2 separate regions of the Rattus norvegicus genome follow, and region 2 is linked to region 1. Evidence: chromatin contacts called from public Hi-C data. All regions are on one chromosome and are shown on one strand. Each heading gives the region's core, a stretch centred on a gene start, on an enhancer-like site or on the middle of the called end of the contact. The rest is flanking DNA. Distances are from core to core; before and after follow the strand shown.

Region 1 (7,967 bases), core at 2,335-4,834:
ATACAGTGGGGCTACATTTCCATAAAAGTTCTTTTTCGATTATTCTTAACAAATTCCTATACAAAAGGAGACTTTCAACAATAGCCCTCAACAGCCCAAAGGACTACCCAAGTTGTCACTACTTCATTTTAGGAAGGCAGCAAAGTAGAAGGCACACTGATGTAGGGTAACTAACCTGACTAAGGACCCACACACTTTGGAGAAACAAACCGGATTGACTACAGCCACCATACACCTACGTCAGTGGTGTGGCCAAGGCTACGAGGGCTTAGACTGTTTTCTTCTGCTCTGTTCACACGTGTTCAGAACGCACTCTAAATCAATGGCTTATTTCCTTCTTTGTACTGAGTATCAAGGAAGAATAAATAGCCTTAACAGGTGGCATTGGTTTTATCCTAGATCCACAATTTCTAGGGCTTTAGTACACCAAACAGATGACTAAATTACAATTGACTGTTATAATTCAGTGTCACACTGTGGGTTCAGAAACCACAGATAAATCACTGCACTGCAAAGACACAACCCAAAGCTGAAGTGTGTCCTACAAGACTGGTCTACTTCCAACACCAGTATCTCATACTGTGACCTCATTGGTTGGTTTTTAAGATCACTAATACATAATAACCCCAAATAAATGTCAAATGGGAATGAAGAACACCAGAAAACAGACCTTTAAAGCAACTATATGATAAACAGGGTTTCAGACTCTATATCAAGACAATTCTATATCACTTTTAAATACCATCAAATAAATTAGTAATACTGTAGATAATGAATATTTAAAAACCTACCTAGGCTATAAACACCATATTGTTTTCTGAAGATAACCATATGTCTTAGCTTGTGTGTGTCTGCAGGAAGAAAACCTTACTAGTAACACACAGGCATTTTAAAGTAAACAAATTAAGATAAGCTTAATTTAGAGTACATTATTTAAAAACAGTAGCCACTTGAGAAATCTAATCCATAGATCACAATGCAAAATATAGACCCTTCATAAACAAAACCATACTCTGGTAAACATTTACTTTGATGTCAAGATTTTACATACACACACATGTATATACATATATGTGTGTGTGTATCTGTACATATATACATACATACATATACATATATAGATATAGATACACACACATAAACAAACTTCAGGAAGTATGACAATACCTATAATTTAAATCAATTAGAACTTTTAAAAACAAGACAACACTAATTTAACCAAAGAACAATTGTAAAATATTTGAGTACCTCTTATATGCCAATGAATGAACTAAGTGTAGGAAGGGTTAAGTCCTAGGAAGCTGTACAGTTCTTATATTTAAAAACAAAACAAAAACACCTCAACCTCCCATGGAGAAAAGTGGGAAAAGGAAGATATATAAACACATACTGACACACAGGAACAATAGAGCTTAAGATGTTTATTCACTCATCTGTTTACATCACAGTTTTAGGTAACCAAACACAGACAACTGAAATGTGTTTCAGAAAAAAAGACAAGAGATCTGAGATGATAAATGTATGAAACATTAATTTAGCTCTGGTCTAGAGGAAATCTGACAGTGGATGTAAAGACCATCACAGGAAAAGAAGAAACAGAAAAAGCATACTATGTAACAGACAGAAACAGTCGACCTCTTCTAAGGAATAAATAGATGCCGTTAATGAGCCATGAGAATTTACCAATTACCCAGCGGCTATTATGACGCAATGGTGACATTTCAGGTATTTAGATACAATGTAACTGCCGCCCTCCTTGAACAGCTACTTCTAGGCCTTAAGTCCAGCTTCCCCAGATGCTTCCATCACAGTACTCACGGCTAAATACAAAATACCAAGCCTTGGCTTAAACAATCGCTGAAGAACAAATTTCAAATTTTGTCTCAATTATCTTTTTTCTGAGGAAGGCAGAAATGGAAAAATCACACACACACACACACACACACACACACACACACACACACACACACGCAAAGATTTTTTTCATTCAGGGGTATGGTACGTTTAGGATGTTTTCAAGTTCCCCAAACCAGATGTTAAGAGAAATAAAAATGTAAAGTATAAACAATGCTTAAAAAAAAGTATCAACGCTGAATAAAGATATGGACCTTCTTTAATAAACATATTCCTGCTACGAACGAAGCTCTGAGAAGCTTAGAGGTTCTCAACGTCTATCTACCGTCTTGCATTCCCCAAAAAGTACTTTCCCCATCAGCCGACCCAGCCAAGTGGACTCTGATCATCATATCAATCAATACTAGGCAGAGGGAGGCAAGAGAGACAAAGCAGCAAGCTGACTCTGTGTAGTTACTCCAGGCAGGAGTAGTAGGCCTGAAGAGGCTGGGAAAACCCAAGGTGCTCACTTTAAACAATGAATTGGAAATTACTCAGATGCAGGGGGGAAAAAAAAGACTGCCACACTATTTGGAAAGGAATACAGACGCTGAGTCATCACTCTGCATTGGGGAAAAGAAGGAAACGCCAATTAAGCGGTTGGAAGATGCGATTCATTCATTAGATTGGGCTTCAGGTGAAACCCGACAGCTAAACCGCGAAAAATAGCACTCAAAAGACACGCATCAAATAGCGGGAGCAGACATCCTTTTATCGAACTCTGATGGTCCGGACGCACAAACGGATTTAGGAAGCGGCATCACTAACTGAGTGAAAGGAGTTTAACTGGTTGTCAGTTTGGCGCAGTGAGCGCTCAAAGTAAACTTCGTTATCCAAGGGACAGAGGTGGTGCACGGCAGCAAAAGGCAATCACTTTGGCACTTCAAAAGCAGCAGGCGCTAGGCGGGTGTTTCTGACAGCGTGGGGCACGTGGGGCAGAAAGAGACAAGGGGTTCCTCTGGTTAAAGAGTGGTAGGCTGGGGAGAAGGACTCGGACCGACTGAGACTGAGGACGTGGACTGCTGAGGACGTGGACTGAGGCTGAGTGTTCACGCCAAAGGATGCAGCAGCAGTCCCACCCCCGCCAAGCCCTGCCCCCGTGGGGACCCATAGCTCCTGGCTCAGCCCGGAGCCCCCCAAAAACAGGGAGAATAGGAGCTCTCCCGTGCCTGACAGCCTCAGCCGTGCACAAGCCCAGCCAAGAGTGTGCAAAAAAGGGGTCGGGAGGAAAAGGTCGAGACAAGCCCTAGACCCTAGGAAGTGACTGTATTTGGGGGGGAAGGGAGGGTTTCCTTCTCTGGGAAGGGGGACAGATGAGGAATGCACTTCACAGCCGCGCCACCGCGAGGCCCGGCTCTCCGCTTCTAGTCCCGGTCTCCGGCTCTCCCTCCCTTAGCATCCCGCAGTGCCCGGGCCACTCGGTGCCTGGCACTCCGGGTCTCGGGTACTCACAGAGTCCGGGGCTGTCCGTCGTCTTCCATCATGGTGGGTGCGACGGAGTGATCCCGGGACAAGGGGGAGGGCAGGGCTGGGGAGGGGAGGGGGCGGGAAGGAAGGGGAGGGGGACTCCGGGCGCCGGCTGGGGACAGAGGAAAAGGTACTGAACCCGGCTCTTGGGCTCGCTCCCCCCAGCCCGCTCCGGACACTGCGCTCCAACCAGGAGGAGCAGGAGGAGGAGGAGGATGAACAAAATGGCCGCCACCACCAGCCAGGCAGGAAACGCGGCAGGGCGCAGGCGCAGCCCGCCAGGTCACTGCTCAGGCCAGCTGCGACGGCCTGTCCGGCAAAAGTGGCTGAAGAGACAGAAAGCCTGGCCAAAGAGTACACCCTACGACTGGACACAACGGACCACGTAGTCGCTGTGGTTCTGCTGGCCGGCGAAGCCCTAACCAGCTCCAAGACAGATCCAAAACAGAGAAAAGCCGCGAAATCAAGTCTCTGGGAATTGCGGTCCCGGGAAAGTGGGGGAAGCCCTTCTCCAGTGGCCTTCTGGGAACTGTAGTTCAAGGAAGACCCAGAGCTTGCCGGAGCGCGAAGGAGAGGTTTCTGGGTAGTGTAGTCGTACGTGAGGACGTGCCGCGACAAAGTAGTCGGCGTGCCGGGAGAGAGCGAGGAATAAAAGGCGGGTGGTCGAAATGAGAGAGGAGCTGTCCGGGAAGTAAACTACAAATCCCAGAGTGCCTCGCGCCGGGGCCCGCCCCAGGATCGCTCCTAGCATCTTAAGGCTTTTCTGTTGGTCCAGTGTGAGCTTCTGCTCCGCCTCCGTCCAGCCCCAGAGCGGTTTCTTCAACTGCGGATCAGGCGGTGTGCTGGCTCCGCGTGGTTCTCCAGCTAGTCGGCCTCGTCCGCCTCTGCCCTCAGAACTGCTGGTCCGTGTTCAACAACCGACGCCTCACGCGACGGGCAGGAGAGAAGCAACTCTGAACCCTGAGGGATGTGGCGGACATCGGGCTACACCGAAGCCAGCCTGGTCTTTGAGCACGTGTTCCGACCAGATAGGCCTTTCTAGACTATACCGCTTGTAACTTGCTTTACAAGTTCCACAAGGATCTCTACCCATTATCTCATCGAATTAGTGGGTAAAGCGGCAAAAGAGCAGCCCCTCATGCAAATGACTTGCGCCTCCACCGCTCTTTCAAATCCCTAGTTAAAACTAAAATATTCGCGTGGTGGCGCACAGTACTGCTGAGCAGGAGGATAATGGATTTAAGGCCAGCCTTGAAATAGATAAGATCTTATCAAAAACTAATAATCAGTGAAAACAGCAAAGAGGCTCAAGGACCAGATCTGGTGCTAAAACATAGCCTGGAGTTAGGTAGTGAGGGACATGGATTGCTAGTATTGAGTTGCTAAAGCAAGAGAGGAGACAGAAATCATGACAATCTACTGGAAGCTGAGCGGTAATGCTCACTGTTAATGACAGGAGGCAGAGACAGGCAGATCTCCGAGTTTGAGGCCAGCCTGGTCTACAGAGTGAGATCCAAGGGATGGAGTGTTAGACATAGGTATAAAACTACATTAGTCATAACCATAACTCTTCATTGGCCCATGCCTAGCCCAATGTACATTTGTTACTATGGCAACAAATTATAAATTTAAACCAACATGCATTATCTTAACAGTCCTAGAGATCAGAAAGGCACATTCAGCCAGGCATACGGTACATGTCTGCAAATCCAGCTCTCAAGAAGTGGATCAGGGGGTTGGGGATTTAGCTCAGTGGTAGAGCGCTTGCCTAGGAAGCGCAAGGCCCTGGGTTCGGTCCCCAGCTCCGGAAAAAAAAAAAAAAAAAGAAGTGGATCAGATGGGTGTCTCCTGAGAGGTTCTGCCAGACCCCTACTGATACAGATGAGGATGCTTGCAGCTAACCATTGAACTGAACAAGGGGACCCCAGTGGAGGAGTTGAGAAACGACTGAAGGAGCTGAAGGGGTTTGCAACACCAAAGGAAGAAGAACAATATTAACCAACCAGACCCCACTTCCCAGGGACTAAAACACCAACCAAAGAGTACACATGGAGCAACCCATGGCTCCAGCCACATATGTAGAAGAGGATGGCATTGTCCAGCACCAATGGGAGGAAAAGCCCTTGGGCCTATGAAGGCTGGTTTCCCCAATGTAGGGGAATGCCAGGGCGTTGAGGTGGGAGTGGGTGGGTGAGAGTGGGAGCATCCTCATAGAAGCAGAGGGAGGGTGTATGGGAAAGGAGTGGGGGAAGGGGATAACATTTGAAATGTAAATACATAAAATATCCAAGAAAAATAAAATTAAAAAAAGTAGATCAGGCTTTTCAAGGCCAGCCTGAGCTACCTAAGACCTTTTCTTAAAAAGAAGGTTAGAAAGGGACCAAAGAGATAGCTCAGTGTCTTGCTCTTCCAGAGGACCTGGGTTCAATCCCCAGCACTTGCATGGCAACTTACAACTGTCTGTAAACTCATTTCCAAGGAATCTCATACATTGCACATAAGATTAAATTAATTAAATTAAATTAATTTTTTAAAAAAGGATTGGGGTGAGAGACTAGGCTAAAGTCAAGGTGTTAACGGAACTCTTCTGCTTTGGTTGGTTTTGCCTCATTTTGATTTCTGGATGTAGCCTACATTATTAGACTCTGCACCTTTCTCCGCCTACACAGGCGACTTTTTTGGCCTATTCTTTCATCTCTTTCTGACTAATCTACCTTTTCACTTATTCTTTGTGACTACTTTGGTGATTTCTAGATTTTTAACATGCAAAAAGCCCCACCTCCCATATTAAAACAGTCTCGTTCTGGGGATCTTCAATGCTATTCAATGTACATAATTTAATGACTTTTTAAAATACTATAGTATATTAATTTATCCCAGTCTTCCTTCACTTTAGGTACATGACCCTAATTCTGTCTTTACCAATTCTTGTTCTCTTACTAAGTTTTGTTCTACATATGCATGCTCCTTCACAGTGCGAGCATATTCAAGTCACCTTTTACATTCTCCTTCATCACTTAAGTGGGCTTAAGGTTACCACTGCCCCTACATCCACCACAACCCTTGTCTTCCATGATGAACTCTACCCTCAAATTGGACAGAATCCCCTCTTCCTTTTGTTGCATTTATTGGATATTTTGTCCCAGGAACAACAATTTAAAAAGTAACTACAATACCAACCTACATACAGAGTTGTCGCTGAGAACAAAAATAATTCAGTTTTCTGTGGTAGAGAAGCAGCCCGCTACCAACTTAGGCACATACCTTGTTTTGTTTTGTTTTTTTCCAAAGATTTCTTTTTATTTCATGTGTATGAGTGTAAGCTTTCATGTATGTACACCACATGTGTGGCTGATGCCCCTAGAGGTCAGACAAGGTTGTGGGAGTCCCTAAAACTGGAGTTAAGAGTGGTGGTGAGCTGCCCGTGACTGCTGAGAACCAACCCAGAAGCCTCTGCAAGAGCAAATGTGCTCTCGGCCGTCTCCCTCCCATGTCCCCAGTCGCCTAGTGTTATCCCTGCACTCGGTCTCACTGAAGGAGAGCAAAGCCTGGTGGCCAAGAGAGAGTTCTGGGGTAGCTTGTAGATCTGCTTAGCTGCATACTGAACCCTACATGAATTTATAGGTACAGTGGGAAATTGGCGGCTGCTTTTCCATGAACCTAGGAAGGAAAGAAAATCTACACAAGTGAAACAAAAGGATCAGAAAAGAAATAAAACAAGTGTGTGTGTGTGTGTGTGTGTGTGAGAGAGAGAGACAGAGACAGAGAGACAGAGATAGAGACAGAGAGAAAAAAAAGAGAGAAAAGCCAAGCTCAGCCTCAGCCATACAGTTCCCTGGCAGGGATGGGGAGTCAAAATAAAAGCCAAAAGATAAGTCAAATGAAACTCAGGCAATCCTATACCCAGAACAAGCCCAGAACCCTTATAAGCCTTAAATCCAGGTTTGACACAACAGTAATTGCCCTAGCAGAAAATTCAGCAGCAGAGAGAATCTCATTTTGTCACACTATATGACTCAGAGGACAGTAGCCAGAAGCAATCTGAAGGGAGAATCTATTTTTAAAAACCGCTACCTGGGGACCTGAAACCAGGGAGCATCCACAGAGCCTCAACTTAACCTGTTAGTGCCCCAAGATAGAGGGAGGTCCAGATAAGCAGCTGTGGAGAGCAGGCGAGCATGTCACTGACAAACCGAAGGATTCGGGTATGCTGTTCTCTGGCTGGGAAAATCATGGAGAAATTATGTGGATATGAGACCCCTGGGTGGATCAAATTCTAGAGTCACCCACCTGATACTACTGTTAATACTTAAGAATACTGAAGTTCCAAGGGGTGTTTGTGATACCCACAGCTGGATCCCTCCGCCCTCCAGCAAGGTGATTAGTATTCAGGAGGTCTTGAAAGGATAAAGACAGGGCCTCTAGCTGTCCCAGTCTCAGTGCTGTGGCTGCTGCTCAAACCCCCACTGCACTTAAGAGACACCCTTCAACGAAAACACTAGTCATCCCAGCAGTGTGATGTGGAGACTCAGGACAGAGGGAGAAAACCTGCCCAACCCACAGAATGTAAAACTTGACCAGCAGACACCCCTGTTACACAAAAAGGG
Region 2 (7,967 bases), core at 3,206-5,705, 290 kb after region 1:
AAGTTGTCCTCTGACCTCCACACATGAGCTGTGTGTGGCACTCCTGTGCCCTCATTCATTCTCTCTCACACTAAATGTAATTTAAAGATAGCAAAAACCATTGAATATTTATTTATAGGATTTAGTAGCCTTAAACCTAAAGTGCCACCTATAATACCCAGTAACACTCAGTTATGTTGCTTTTGTGCCTTTTTATTTTGAGACAGATTTTCATTAGTTGCCCAGGCAGGCCTTCAACTCAATCCTCCTGCCTCAACCTCCCAAGTACCTGTGGCTACAGGCTTGCTTTACAAGATCAAATATACATTCCTGTTATAAGTTTTATGTGAATTATATCTGAATAAGAATGTTTCGCCACCCCAGAAAGCCACACACAAACCACTGGAAAGTAGGAACAGCTGAGCAAGGCTTGGTGCCACACGGCTTTAATCCCAGCACACCAGAGGCAGAGGCAGAGGCAAGTGGATAGATGTAAGTTTGAGGCCAGCCTGGTCTCCATAGTGAGATCCTGTCTTAAAAAAATAGAAAAATCAAACAAAAGGAGTTTCATTCAACGGGAGAACATATAATAACTAACTTAGCAGATCTGTATTGGCCTTGTAACCACATGTTAGTTCTTATTTATAGCTTAAATACTCACACATTTTGCCATGGCTGTTCAATTCAGGTTTCTTTGAAAACCTCCTCAATGGCCATGACTGTCCTACACAACAACCCTCATGGCCATCAGAGGTAGCTAATCATGAGATGACAGTAGATTTTCTACCCCTAGAATTTGGGATGAGGTATGTGCTGGCACTGAGGACAAGTGAGTTTGATACGGAAGAGAAAAACTGCAAGTTAACACACAGAGCCGAGTGTCCTCCTGCTTCTCTTAGTCCTAGAACGCAGTTCCTCAAAACACCCAGGCCCTTTCCCTGGGCTCTAGTCTTACCATAAATTACTCTTTAGCACCTATCAAGAGCCGGGCAGTAGGTGAAGAGCTCCACACTGGGTGCACACAAGACAGTGGACTGATGACAAGAACAGAGCAGCTTCCGCTGATCTCATTACTGCTTTGAACTTTTGAAAACACTAGTGATTAGTCTCAGACTTCCTCCTTCAGACGCTGGCCAGCCTCATCCATTAGAATGAACCAAGGAACCCAACTAAGCCAAAACTGAAACACCTAAAATGAAGAGGCAGCTGTTACAAGCTACCTGGAATCAAGAGCAGTTACGTGGCCAGTGGGACGGCTGAGTGAGAGAGCGAGCGAGCAGGCGTGTGTGTGTGTGTGTGTGTGTGTGTGTGTGTGTGTGTGTGTGTGTGTGTGTGTGTGTTGTTTGTTATGGGTACGACTAGTGGCCCATCTCCTACTGGTGGTCCCAGCTACTTAGAAGCTAAAGGAGGGTCACTTGAACCCAGGAAGTGGTGGATGCCAGCCTAGGTAAAATGACAAGAGCTTAAGTCAAAGTGGGTAGTAATTCAAATTATTCATATGGGGTGGGGGTAAGCACAGTGAGACGTGGATGTGAGCCCAGCACTTGGAAAGTAGGGGCATGTTTGATTAGGGAGCTGGAGGCCAACCTGAGCCACATCAAACAGTCTCAGCCAAACAAGGAAACAAACGAAAATAAGAGGAAAATTAAGAGTAAAAAGTGTATCCTAGCACCCACAGGAAAAGAGCTCACAAGGGCCTATAACTTCTGGTATCCAAGGGCCCCTGTCCATGTCCATGTATCCTCAGAGAAAAGCACAAGTAGATATAAAAACACCTCAGAAGACATACCGATGAAAGCCAGAAGAGACAGTACATGCCTGTAATCCCAGAATTTAGAGGCTCAAGCCCAGCCTGGGCTATACAGTGTACAGGGCATCAGAGGAGGAAAAAGGTGTAGGTCAGGTACTGAGGTCATAACATACTCAGGTCAACACAACTACAGTGATATTTACTAGTAATCTCCACACACCAAGAGGCTGAGGTGGAAAATGGAGAATTCAAGGGCAACCTGGGGTTACTTATAAAATTAAAACCCAAACAGGGAAAGTCTCTAGAAGCAGCCGGAAGCCACTGGTTGTAGCATATAAGTGCAAGAGACTTGGAAGCTGTTGCAGAAGTCTAAAACATGACTACAAGGTCCTGGGCTATGGCAGCAGTGTTGAAGATGAAGATATCTGACAGGGTCAAGAGATATTTAATATCTGAAGCCGATGCAACACTTGGAGGGACGCTTGGTGTGGAGCCAGTAAGACCATCTTCAGGGATGGACTATGTACCTGCCTGCCTGTACTGGGTTCAATCCCCAGTACCAAAACCGAAAATCAAACACAGACCAAAGTCTCCAACTTTTCATACAGCAACTTCAATACTCTTATCATAAAGGTGCCCAACGGAATGACAGCCACAGGAAAACACAGTGGAAATACAGAGCAGGGCAGATTACACTTAAGAGCCATTCAGAGGGCAACAATGACCTTTCCACAACATTCCACAAGATTTAGAAAATACTACAGTACTTGTAATCAAGTTCTGTGTTTTCCTGTACAATAAAGAGGTGTGATACCTTAGGATCACACTTAAGGAACGAAACGCGACAACGATATATCCAATCTGTATTGCATTTAAAACCACGTCATTCCTACAGCAAGACCAGGGTACTGGGATATTTCTCACAAATGGAGATTCTGGCTGGGCAAGTGGCACAGGCACACTCCAAAGGATGAGGCAGGAGGACTTCCATGAGACCAGATCAGGTTAGAGATCTGCCTCAAAGTAAAGGATAAGGAATTCTGGGGGTCGGTCATTGGAACTTTACCCTGTAAGTCCCAAACCTTTAACTACGGGGAGCTTTTCCTTCGAATGTATCTACACATTTGCACTTTCAGCCAGTCCAGAACTGAATCTTGGCTGGGCTAATCTGTTATTAGTCTCAACTGTTGACTGCAGTATTCTGAACTTCAATTACTAGCACTTGGTGAAGGGACATAGGACCCTTTTTCTCTTTTTAGAGACAGAGCTGTCTTCCAGGTGACAGAATGACAGGTAAGCTGCTTATACACACACACCCCTTGAAAACCACCCTAGATTGCTAGGTATGGATCTAGCTTCTCTCCACCTGCACTACACTCAGACCATCATCAGGCCAGGCATGCATTCTACTACTGAGCTATAATATCCCAAGCCCATGTTTTACTCTTTCGTGGGCTTGCACATCCCTGCTCCTCTTTATCAGACTGTGTGTTCACTGGCTATAATCTTAAGGTCTACCCAGTCCTTTTATCTACCGGGTTTAGTTTCACCCTGGGAAACTACCTGAGTAGTTAGAATTCTAGGTAAAATGAATCGGATCCTGTGGGAGCATTAGTACAGAAAACACATTCCACGGAGACTGGTGGCTCCGGCCAGTCATTAAGCGCACCGAAATCAGGGATTCGAATGGGAATTGGAGGTCCAGTAAAGCAAAAAAAAAAAAAAAAAAAAAAAAAAAAAAAGTAACCATGACAATTACAACTAAAATTTACTCAGCTTGCCTACAGCACTCTCGGCTCTCGTTCTGTATCAACTCATCTAAGTAGCTGAGCATTTCTAGCTAGCCCTGGTACAGGAACTAATAACAGAGCTGACGGGTTTTTAAGTCAACAGAGCAGGGGTAAAAAATGAAGCATTCTCTCGGATGTCAAGGGAGACGTGGAAACAGAATGAACTTCTGTGCGAAGGATCCAGCACTCCCCTACACACACCCCGGAAGTTTTGAAATATCCCGCAGGCTCCCACAGGCAGTGGCTTCTCTTCGCGACCGCTCTGAGGGCCCTCCGTGGGCAAGGGGACCTCTCGTGTCTGCAGGACCCGGGCTAGGTAGGCCACCAGCCGGGAGCCAGGCCGTCAATCACTGCCAGCGCTCGCAGCTGGGTCCACGCCGCCAGCGAGCCAGAGCCCGGCAGCGGGCAGGTGACGGGAGGTGGTGGCACCTGCGTCCGCGGCCCGAGTCCGCTGCTTCTGCTTGGCTGCCAGGCCCGGGGCCACGCGAGCCCTCGGCAGTGATTCTCCCGGACCGCCGTCCCGAGTGTGGCCGCGCGGCAGGCCTGGTCCCGCAAACTCCGCTCCCCTCCCGGCCCTGCTCGCCACGCGCCACTCACCGAAGAAGCCTTGCACGATCCCGAGCGGGTGGCTCAGCCAGTCTTCTCCACAGGGCATGGCGCTGAGGGCTGGGGCCAGCGCGGCCCGCGCGGCGCTTCTCTGCCGGGCGAGCGCGCTCGGAGCCCGGCTTCTCCTCGGGGGCTCAGCCGCTCCTCGTCCGCGCCCTCCCACGCGCCGGGCGTCGCGAGCCACGGGCCTCCGCGCGTCTCAAGGAGAGGTGGTTGCGGCGACGGTGACGAGTGTCTCAGAGCTGCTGTCCAGCGACCGGAGGAGGGGAGATCGTCCCAGCCTCCACTTCTCACAATGGCGGGAAATCGCGGCCACCGACCGCGCTACCAGAGACCTGGGTGGAGCTCAAGAAGGAGGGGCGGCGGGAGCGTGCTGCGCACTCCCGGAGGGGAGGGAGTGGGCGGGGCGGGCGGCCATTTTGGAGACGGGTAGAGATAGGGCAATCCCGGGGCCGCCATCTTGGAGACGGGCAGAGGAAGGCTACTGTGCTTGAGTATAGTGGTCACCGTGTTCGCGCGTTGGAGGCAAACTCCATCAGGGTGCCTCATTGGCTCAAAGTTTGAGACCTTGCACACGGACCAAAAGCCACAAGTTCAGCCAACCTCAAGAGTCATCTCTGAGCAAAATTAGGGGTTGAAACGCCATTCGGTGTCTGATCATCGGATCTCTTTGTGACTCTGGTGGTAGAACTCTTCTAAGGTGCCCTGCACAAAATCCTGTAAAAGAACTTGCCCCCAGCTCAGTGAGTTCTTCCTGAACGATTTAATCAAGGAGGCTTTGTAGCCTTGTGGGCTTCTCAATATGGCCAAGGAGCTGGCAAGCACTCAGAACTTTCTCCTAGCCCAGCCTTTAGTTTCTAACCTCAAAAACACCCAGAGCCCTTCTGCTTCCAACCTGACAACTAGGGAGCTATGGCAAGATACCTGTACAGCATACAGATCAGAATACTCTTACAGGGCGACGCAGAAGGGCAGCTCCACTGTAACCTGTAGTCTAGAGAACTTAGGAACTGTCAAGTTTTCATAAAGAAGACATTTTCCCTGTGTATGGGATGTACCTCAGAAAACCCTGGTTTCACCATCTATACCTACTTGGCTTTAAAAAGGTAGCGGTGATCTGAATAGCATCTAGATAGCTGAAGAATAAGAACTTCTCAGTGGCAGAGCACTTGCCTGGTATGCCAGAGGCACCTGGATTTAATCCCTAGCAAGGGATAAAAGAGGGAGAGATGGCAATAGATGAACAGAGGCAGCTTTGACTGAACCCAGGAATCTCTAGGGCAGAAGGGAAAGGGTACCAAACCTGCCCCTCTGCCTTTCTTGGTCCCCTGGAATGAACTTATCTTTAAATTATAGCATTTGGGATATAGGCAAGGAAGGTCAGGAGTTCACAGACAGCCTTGGCCACATACCCAATTTGAGGCCAGCCTGAGCTACATAGGACCCTGTCTCAAAAGCAAACAAACAAATAAATAAATATTAAGAGCCAAGCAGTGGTGGCACACACCTTTAATCCTAGGACGCAGGAGGCAGAGGCAGGTGAATCTGAGTTTGATGCCAGCCTGGTCTATAGAGTGAGTTTTAGGACAGCCAGGGCTACACAGAGATACCCTGTCTTGAAAAAAAAAATTAAGTTCATGAACATGTGTGCCACAAGTTTATGAACAACTGGGAAAAAGTAATTTAATATCTTAGAATTCGAGGTTATACAGCAATCATCCACAAAGAACAATAACATTGTAGAGAAATGACAGAAGAAGGTAGTTCTTAGTTCCCAAAGGCAACAAGTTGCAGGAAATCAAAACATGAGAGTTTCATGGTTAACATAGTATATAAAATCTTATATAAGTTCTTCCAGGTGATTAGCTTCTGTCTTTTCTGGTAGAAAGGGAGGGAGGAAGCCTTGAAACCCTATATCCTGCTTTTGTACAAACAGTGGGAAGGCAGGAGATTTTCTTATATGTGGTTCTGTTCAGTTGCCTTCGCTCAAGATAATCTTTATGCCAAAGTAGCATGATTTGGAATGACACCCTGGTTTGCTTTGGGATGAAAGAGGTAATTTGGACTTGGCATTTCAATCTGACTTTACGTCTGGCTTTGTGAGTTGAGAAAGCTAACAAGGCTAGGACAATGTAGTTGTTTCAATGAGAATAGTCCCCATAGGCTCAAATGTTTGAATACTTGATTCCCAGTTGGTAGAACTGTTCAGGAAGGATTAAAAGGTGTGGCTTGTTGGGGGGGGGGGAGATGTGTCATGGCGGCAGACTTAGCTTCAGAAACCTCCCACCACTCCCAGTGTGCACTCTCTGCCTTCTGTTTTCAGATCATGAGATGTCAGCTGTTCTGTCACCAGGCCTTTGCCCTGCCATCATAGACTCTAACCCTGTAAAATCATAAACCCAATTAAAATCTTTGTAAGTTTTCTTGTCATAGTATTGTATCACAACAGAAGAAAAGTAACTATGAGAGATGGTATTTCCACTTTATTCATCCATTCTTTCAGTAGAGAAAGTAGCCATGTTCTTGGAATTGAATGAGGGAAATTTCGTATTTTAGCTCTGTGCCTTATAATATACAAATTAAATCTATGTGCTGAGATTCTATCTATCTATCTATCTATCTATCTATCTATCTATCTATCTATCATCTATCCCAGGTTTCCTTGGAACTGACTATGTAGCCCAGGCTGAGCTACATCTCCAGTGCCCATCAATGGATCCTTAATTGAGAAGAGTGTAGTCATGAAGGGACCTGATTAGAAGAAGGTCACTCAGAGCATCCCCTTAAAAGGTATATCTCATTCTGTGCCCTTTTCTGTCCTTTTTCTCTTCTTGATAATTAGGTTTTTTTCTTCCTGTTGTGGTCTAAAATAAAAAAAATCATTTTTGATGTTAATTATGCAAAGTGATTGTTTTGGAATTCAGGTTTTTCTGAGGTAATCATGTATAAGGGGAGTCATCAGGAAATAGATCCCTGTGCTTATGAATTTTGTTTGTTTGTTTTTTGTTTTGTAGAGACAGGGTTTCTTATTGTATAGCTCTGGCTGTCCTGGAGCCCACTCTGTAGACCAGGCTCAAACTCACAGAGATCTGCCTGCCTCTGCCATGTGCTGGGATTAAAGACGTGTGACAGCACAGCAGGGCTGGACCTCTGGGATCCCTGCACTCAGGAGGCTTGAGGTACTAGTTTTCAGGCTTCAGTTTTAGTTTTCCTTTTCAGGGAATCTTTTTATTAGGGTTTTTTATTTTTTATTTTTTGCTAATGATCTGATGAAGAGCTACATGCTCCCTCTCCTAGAATGTTTAGATCTCTGTCCTCTGAAGTCAGTATTCTAGGAAGCACATTTAAGGAAAGCTTGCAGTTTATTATTACTTTGTTTAGTTGATTGTTTTGCCAGATTGTAAACTCCCGAAGGGAAGGATTTCGGGTCTGTTTCATACATCACTCTCTGGTATACGGTTCTCAGCCTTGCTTATTTATAATAAAGACAAGATAATTTTCCTGACCAACTTCTAGTCTAGCATGGTTCCTAGCAGTTTAAGGCCATGTTATATGACTCACCAGTAGTGTCCCCACTACTACCCCCGGTACCCCTTGGTTCCGTAAAAATGCGTGTCAAAGGAAATTCAACCCTGCAAGAATTTACTGTTTTTATTCAAGCCAAAACCTGGTAGTAGGCAGATAGGTCCTTGAACCCTAGATTAGAGGAGTTCCTCTAGAATGTTGCAATTATACATCTTTTCTCTGCCCCTTTGAAACATAAATCGTCTACCACTTAGAATTGCTTACCAAAGACACTTTTTGTTGATGCATACATTGAAGGAGATAGTAGCCTGGCGTGG

Evidence for each region. A called contact is a pair of places that touch in the nucleus more often than the background predicts.
Region 2: a contact with region 1 is called in a Hi-C map of kidney, with 2.8 times the contacts expected there. The contact joins the promoter of Mcmbp here to the promoter of Tial1 in region 1. A contact is called at or near these places in 1 of 12 Hi-C or Micro-C datasets (kidney) and 1 of 1 datasets of contacts at active chromatin or transcription factors (oligodendrocytes).

The regions. Positions count from the first base shown.
Region 1 is chr1:192,458,246-192,466,212 of GRCr8, forward strand. Tial1 (Tia1 cytotoxic granule-associated RNA binding protein-like 1) reads right to left here and starts at 3,585. Exons shown (of 12, transcript NM_001013193.1): 1 at 3,346-3,585. The coding sequence starts at 3,377.
Region 2 is chr1:192,742,926-192,750,892 of GRCr8, forward strand. It overlaps Mcmbp (minichromosome maintenance complex binding protein), which reads right to left and starts at 4,456. Exons shown (of 16, transcript NM_001039608.2): 1 at 4,117-4,456. The coding sequence starts at 4,174.